Regions from separate parts of the Sus scrofa genome. Here region 1 is linked to region 2. A link is a contact called in public HiChIP or PLAC-seq data. All regions are on one chromosome and are shown on one strand. The core of a region is the stretch at or near the end of the contact, and the rest is flanking DNA. Distances in the headings are between cores, read along the strand shown. Region 1 holds the start of TNFSF9 (tumor necrosis factor ligand superfamily member 9). Region 2 holds the start of SH2D3A (SH2 domain-containing protein 3A).

Evidence for each region. HiChIP or PLAC-seq counts read pairs in DNA pulled down with a chosen protein or histone mark.
Region 1: an H3K27ac HiChIP or PLAC-seq map of alveolar macrophages shows a contact between it and region 2. The contact joins the promoter of TNFSF9 here to the promoter of SH2D3A in region 2. A contact is called at or near these places in 3 of 5 promoter capture datasets (fetal liver and liver), 18 of 47 Hi-C or Micro-C datasets (alveolar macrophages, embryonic fibroblasts, epiblast stem cells and 11 more) and 2 of 2 datasets of contacts at active chromatin or transcription factors (alveolar macrophages and skeletal muscle).

Annotation. Positions count from the first base shown.
Region 1 is chr2:72,581,564-72,584,263 of Sscrofa11.1, reverse strand. It overlaps TNFSF9 (tumor necrosis factor ligand superfamily member 9), which reads left to right and starts at 1,430. Exons shown (of 3, transcript XM_003480815.3): 1 at 1,430-1,843; 2 at 2,485-2,533. The coding sequence starts at 1,586.
Region 2 is chr2:72,393,014-72,395,713 of Sscrofa11.1, reverse strand. It overlaps SH2D3A (SH2 domain-containing protein 3A), which reads right to left and starts at 1,422. Exons shown (of 9, transcript XM_021083981.1): 1 at 1,282-1,422.

The sequences.
Region 1 (2,700 bases), core at 181-2,680, 190 kb before region 2:
GGGGTTGGCAGGGGGTCACCAACGACCGAGGCTTGGAGTCGTGGTGATGGTGGCATTTCGGCAGAGAAATTATATTTAGCATTCCACCCTGATGGCTTGCCATTTGGGTTTAGGTTTTTAACACCAAAAGTCTCTTAAGTATCAACTGCAGTGGGGGTTTGAGAGATGGTACAAGAAGAAAGCTAGAGTTGAATTCATCCTCTTTACTCAGAAGGACAGCTAGAATCCAGACGGCCATAGATCATTCCAGGCAGAGGGACATCAGGTGCGATGGCAAGTGGCAGAATCTTCTGGAAGGTTCCTTCAGACACTGATGGCAGGGGGCCCGCTCCTAGACTGTCAATAGGTGTCGGTTGAGGTGCTATAAGTTCAGAACTAAGAGGTGATGCTGGTTGGGGCATCACACCTTATAAACCAAACTGCTGGTACAACGGAAAAGGAAGCTTTTAGCACCTGTGTGTCAATAATAGTGTCATGATTGTTCGGCCTCCTAGTTCCCCAGAGAGGCTTAATATGAGATTGAATACAGGGCCTGAAACTGACCCTTGTTCTGTGGAACCCAAACTCCCCCCTACTCCCCATTTCCTGGGCCCCTGGTGGACAGTAGACCACAGAGATCAACCACACATCCCCTCCCCACCTCCCCTCCTCTGTCTACAGGGAGAGTGCGGTCTGGAGAGGGTGAAGAAAAGTTGACTGGTGGCTACCCGGCTGGACTGGGCAGAGCAGGGCTTCTGTGGGAGCCCAGGGCTTTTCTAGGGCTGGCCATCTCTCAATCCAGGGTTGCTTCCTCTTTTGGGGACCGAGTTTTGGCAGCTTCTCTGCTCCTCCTCCCGCCCCCGCCTACACCACGGGAGAGCAAACGGGAAATTTGAGTTTCCTTCGCCTCACTCGAGATTGTCCTTTTCCTACAAGGGGAATTTCTCCACCTGGACTCTCCAACCTTCTGCTTGTGGGGTCTAGGGGGCCGCTGACGGGAAGCGTCTAGGTGGGTGGGGGCAGGCCAGGGACGACCCAGGGGTCCCTAGGAAAGGGGGGCGAGGGTCGAGCATGGCACTTAGGGTTCCACTGGGGGGAGGGGTCTTTTGCTCCGGAGGTGAAGGGGGATAAGGCCTGGCTGTCCTCTGAGCCCCCTGAAGAAGTGCTGGGTTTAGGGGAGCCCTGGGGGAGCCCCAGTGCTGGGGGCCTAGGGAGTGAGAAGAAACTCGGGAGAGAGGCAGAGAGACAGAGAAGCAGAGAGGCCCAGGGAGCTAACTGGGGAGACGAAAGAGAATTAGATAATAGGATTTGGTGGAGCAGGGCTTGGAGGGCGAGAGAGAGAGAGAGAGAGAGAGAGAGAGAGAGAGAGAGAGAGAGAGAGAGAGAGAGAGAGAGAAAGGAGATGGAGAGAGGGAGAGATCTAGGGAAAAGAAAGTTAGGGAAAGTTCTGACCGAAGGTGGAAGGGGCGGGGCGGGGCGGGCGGGAACCAACGTACCCAGCACATCGCTGGGATCCCCGGCGGCCACTCCCCGGAAAGCAGCGCTTCCGGATTGGGTATAAAGTGAGTTGCGCTGGGACCCGGACCGCAGCTGTCCGTCGCCGGCCATGAGCTCCAGCTCCGACGTCGACCAGGACCCCGAGGCCCAGAGGCCTCCCGCGCCCCGAGGCCGAGCTTGCAGCCCCTTGCCCTGGGCCTTGAGCGCCGCGCTGCTAGTGTTCGCAGCCGCCAGCGCCGTCTGCCTGGTGCGCTCCTGGACCGCGCCCGGGGCCCCCGCCGCGCCCGGTCCCGCGCCCAGCCCGCGACTGCCAGAGGGTCCGGAGTTGACGTCCGACGCCCTGGCCGGCTTCCCAGACTATCCACAGGTGAGATGCGGCCCGATCAGGAACCCAGGCGAGACCCCAGTCCCACCCCGGGACCCCTTCTCCATCTAGAGGCCCTCGGCGAGGCTCTTTCTGCACCTCAAGCCGAGGGTGGAGGGACACAACGCCCCCACCCGTCCTCTTTGGACCTCCGAGGGCACCCTTTCTTTATCCAGGACTTCGTGGGGGCACCCCTTCTCTACCTACACGCCGTGAGACCCTATCTGCATCCCGGGCCCCAGAGGGGATCTTTCTCCATCGCGGAGCCCAAGGGGCCTTTTATCTTGAACAGTTGATGGGGCTCCCCCTTTCTTTCCTCATTCCCGGAGAACCTCAATTTTCTCTCGGACCTCTGGGGTATCCGATTTTCCCTGCCGACTCTCCTGTGCCAAGTCTCCCTGGAGGACTCTCTTTTCCCTCCTGAGTTCTCGGGGTGCCGCCCTTGCAGACGGCGGTACTGGGGTAGGGTGTGCGTACCTGTGTGTGTGTGCGCGCTCGCCCCCGCGCGCGCGCTCATTTGGAGCGGGATGGGAACGTAGATTCAAGGCCTGCGCAGATCCTGGGGACCCCGCCGCCTTTCCAGAGGGCTGCGGGTGCGGGAAGGAGGGCCCTCCATCCACTCTCTGCTTTTCCTCTGTCGGCAGGGCATGTTCCAGCAGGATGTTTTCGCGCAGCTGGTGGTGGCGGAGGGTGGTGAGTGACTCCCCACGACATGGGGGGGGTGGGGTTGGAAGGGGAGGGTGGGGGGTGCACCAAGGCGAAGAGCCCCGGGAGAGGGAGGCCTCTTCTCTGACCCAATCTGACCCTCTTTCTCCCCTTTCTCTGAAAAACATCCCCTCTCCTTTTAGAACCTTCTCTGT
Region 2 (2,700 bases), core at 173-2,672:
CCTGAAATGGGCAGGAAGTTCCCAGACTGGCCCAAGGTGGCTTAAGGGGCGGGGAGCTGAGCAGAGCCCTGGCTCCAGGCGCCGCATACCTGAACGCCAGGTGTGTCTCCTGGATGCCTGTGCACTTCCTGTTTGTCAGCAGGGCCAGGCCTGGCCTTCATCTTAAGAGTCTCCTGGACTCCAGCTTCGTCTGTCTTATGTGCCCCTTAGTGGATGTGGCGGTGGGTCACTGACAAATCTCTGGTTAGTTCAGGGGGAGCTCAGCATGGGCTCAGGTCAGCCACAGGCCAATTAAGTCATCCTCCTGCCCTGCATCCTTTGGAATAATTTCTGGATATCTGGGCAGGGGAGAGAGGAAGAGGGCAGAATCAGGAGAGGTGGATGGTAAGAAGCACACCTGGGGAAAAGAGGTAGGGGATTATTCATGCTCTAGGGATCACATACATGTAAAGAAAGGGACAGCCACTCGGACAGAGACAGTTGGACAGAGGACTCAGATGTGAGCAAACACCGACTGGTTGAAGGCATACAGCATGCCAGACCCTGGAGAAACAGGAATGAATGAGACCAAGGCCCATCTGGTGGCCAAGACACACAACAAACAGAGACACAATGAATGAAGAAAATAATGTCTAAGGGTAAACAATGAAGATGATGAAACAGGGAGGTGTGATAAGGAAGGCAGGACAAGTTTGGCTGCCTTAAATAGGCAGCCCACCAGGTGACAAGGGAGCTGAGATCTCAGTGGAGGAGAGACAGTTATGCCAAGACGTGGAGAGAAAGCAGTCCAGGTGGAGGGTAGAGTACCTGCAAAGGCCTGGGGCCTGCTTTTTACATTTTATGTCAGCAGGGAGGCTGGTGTGGCTGAGTGCTCTGAGCCAGGAGCTAAGTGGAGAGCAGTGAGGTCGGCAATGGGTGAGATGATGCAGGGACTGGAGGACTTCGAATTTTCACCTCAGCAGGATGGAAGGGGAGCTACGAAAGGGTTTGACCTGAACGAGGGGCACCATCTGATTTGTGCTTTAAAAAGATCGCTGGGGCAAAAGTGGAAGCAAGGAGGCACTCCATGTTGCACAGGAAACACGCTTGGAGGAGGATGCCCAGGTACATGGACACGCGTGAAGTACAGCCACCCAATCAGGTGACCCCTTTTACATTCCCGGACGCGCGTGGACAGACACCCAGATCCTTCCTGCGAGCCGGTGGTCCCACCTGCAAAAAAGAGGGCTCCCAACCCCAGTAATAAGCCGATCCTGGATCTGCCTGGGGCCCCTCACTTACCTGGGCCGGGACCCGCGGAGCTCCCAAGAACCTGAGGCCAGGCGGAAGCCTGAAGCTCTGAGGCTCCCCTCCCCTCCCTCCCTGCCCCAGCCAGGTCCAGCCTTCACCAGCCGCGCCCGAAGGGAACCGAGCCCCATCACCTGGTCCCGCCTACTTAAAAACACTACCCCAGCAGGCCCCGCCCCTTCTTCAGCTGTACCTCCGGGGCTATCGCCCCGCCCCTTTGTTCTTGCTCCTCCTCCTCAGAAACGTCTTGGCGTTAACCACGCCCCCTTGGGAGGAAAAACCACCTTCCCATAGACCACGCCCCCTTGGGAACTCCTTAAGTATCTACCAGTGGGCCCCGCCCTCTCGGAACTTGCCCTGTCCTCCTCTGAGTGGCCACGCCCACTCATTTCCTAGGCCCTCTTTCAGTTCCGCCCCTTACGACCCGGCCCCTTGATTCCGTTTAGGGCCTCGAGCTGGCCGTAAGCACCCCCGACCCCTGGGGACAGGGCATGGGGATTGTCTTCTAGCCCTTCCGGGTAGGGGCGGGGCGGCCCCTACCGGCCCTCTCGCCCGGCAGGGAGTGACAGTGGCCGTGACGTAACGGGGTGCGCTTCCTCCTGACCGCCGCCCCCGGGTTTCCGGGAAGGAACCCCATTGAGGGTTCGTGTTTTGTGGAGAGAGATGCGGGAAAACACGACAGCTTCTCCCAGTAATCGGAAGTTGGAATTGATCAAAACTCTGGCGGGACGTGGGGGGTAAACATTCGGGTGGTTTCCTGGGTGGAGGGAAGGAGTGGAAGGGGGCTTCCATCATGCTGCCTGGAGACTAGCATGAGAAAGGTGGGAGGGATCCGGAACCAGAAAGAGGACGCTCTGGTCAAGTTTACTGAAGTCAGTAACAGAATTGAAAGCCACAGTGGCTGCTAACATTCATTAAGTGCTTACTGTATGCCAAGACTGTTACGCTTGTTGACTTTCGTCAATGCATTGCATTTTAACATAGACCTCTCAATGAGATGGGTACTATTTTCACCGCCCCCACTTTCTGGATGCAGAAATTGAGGTATGCGGCAACGAAGTCGTTTGCCCAAGTTTGACACGGCTTGTGATTGGTCATTGGTCGAGGTGGGAATCAAGCCCAGAGCCCTGGAACGCTATCCTGTCCTCCTCTGAAACTGGCAGCCCCATCTCTGATCCCTACCATAATTGTAAACGGTGAAGATTACTGTCATTTTACAGATGAGGAAATTGAATAAAGAGCCATCGATGCTTGGGGATGAAAGTTTTGGTGCCTGTAGGACCGAAAATCTGGGAATTTCCAGACTGGGCTTTCCCCCTTGTCAATGTGGAAGAGACTCCAGTCTCAAAACAGGCTGACTCGTGTCTTTTCCTTGACCCACTCTTGTCTGATTTTGGTACAGAGTAGGGGTAT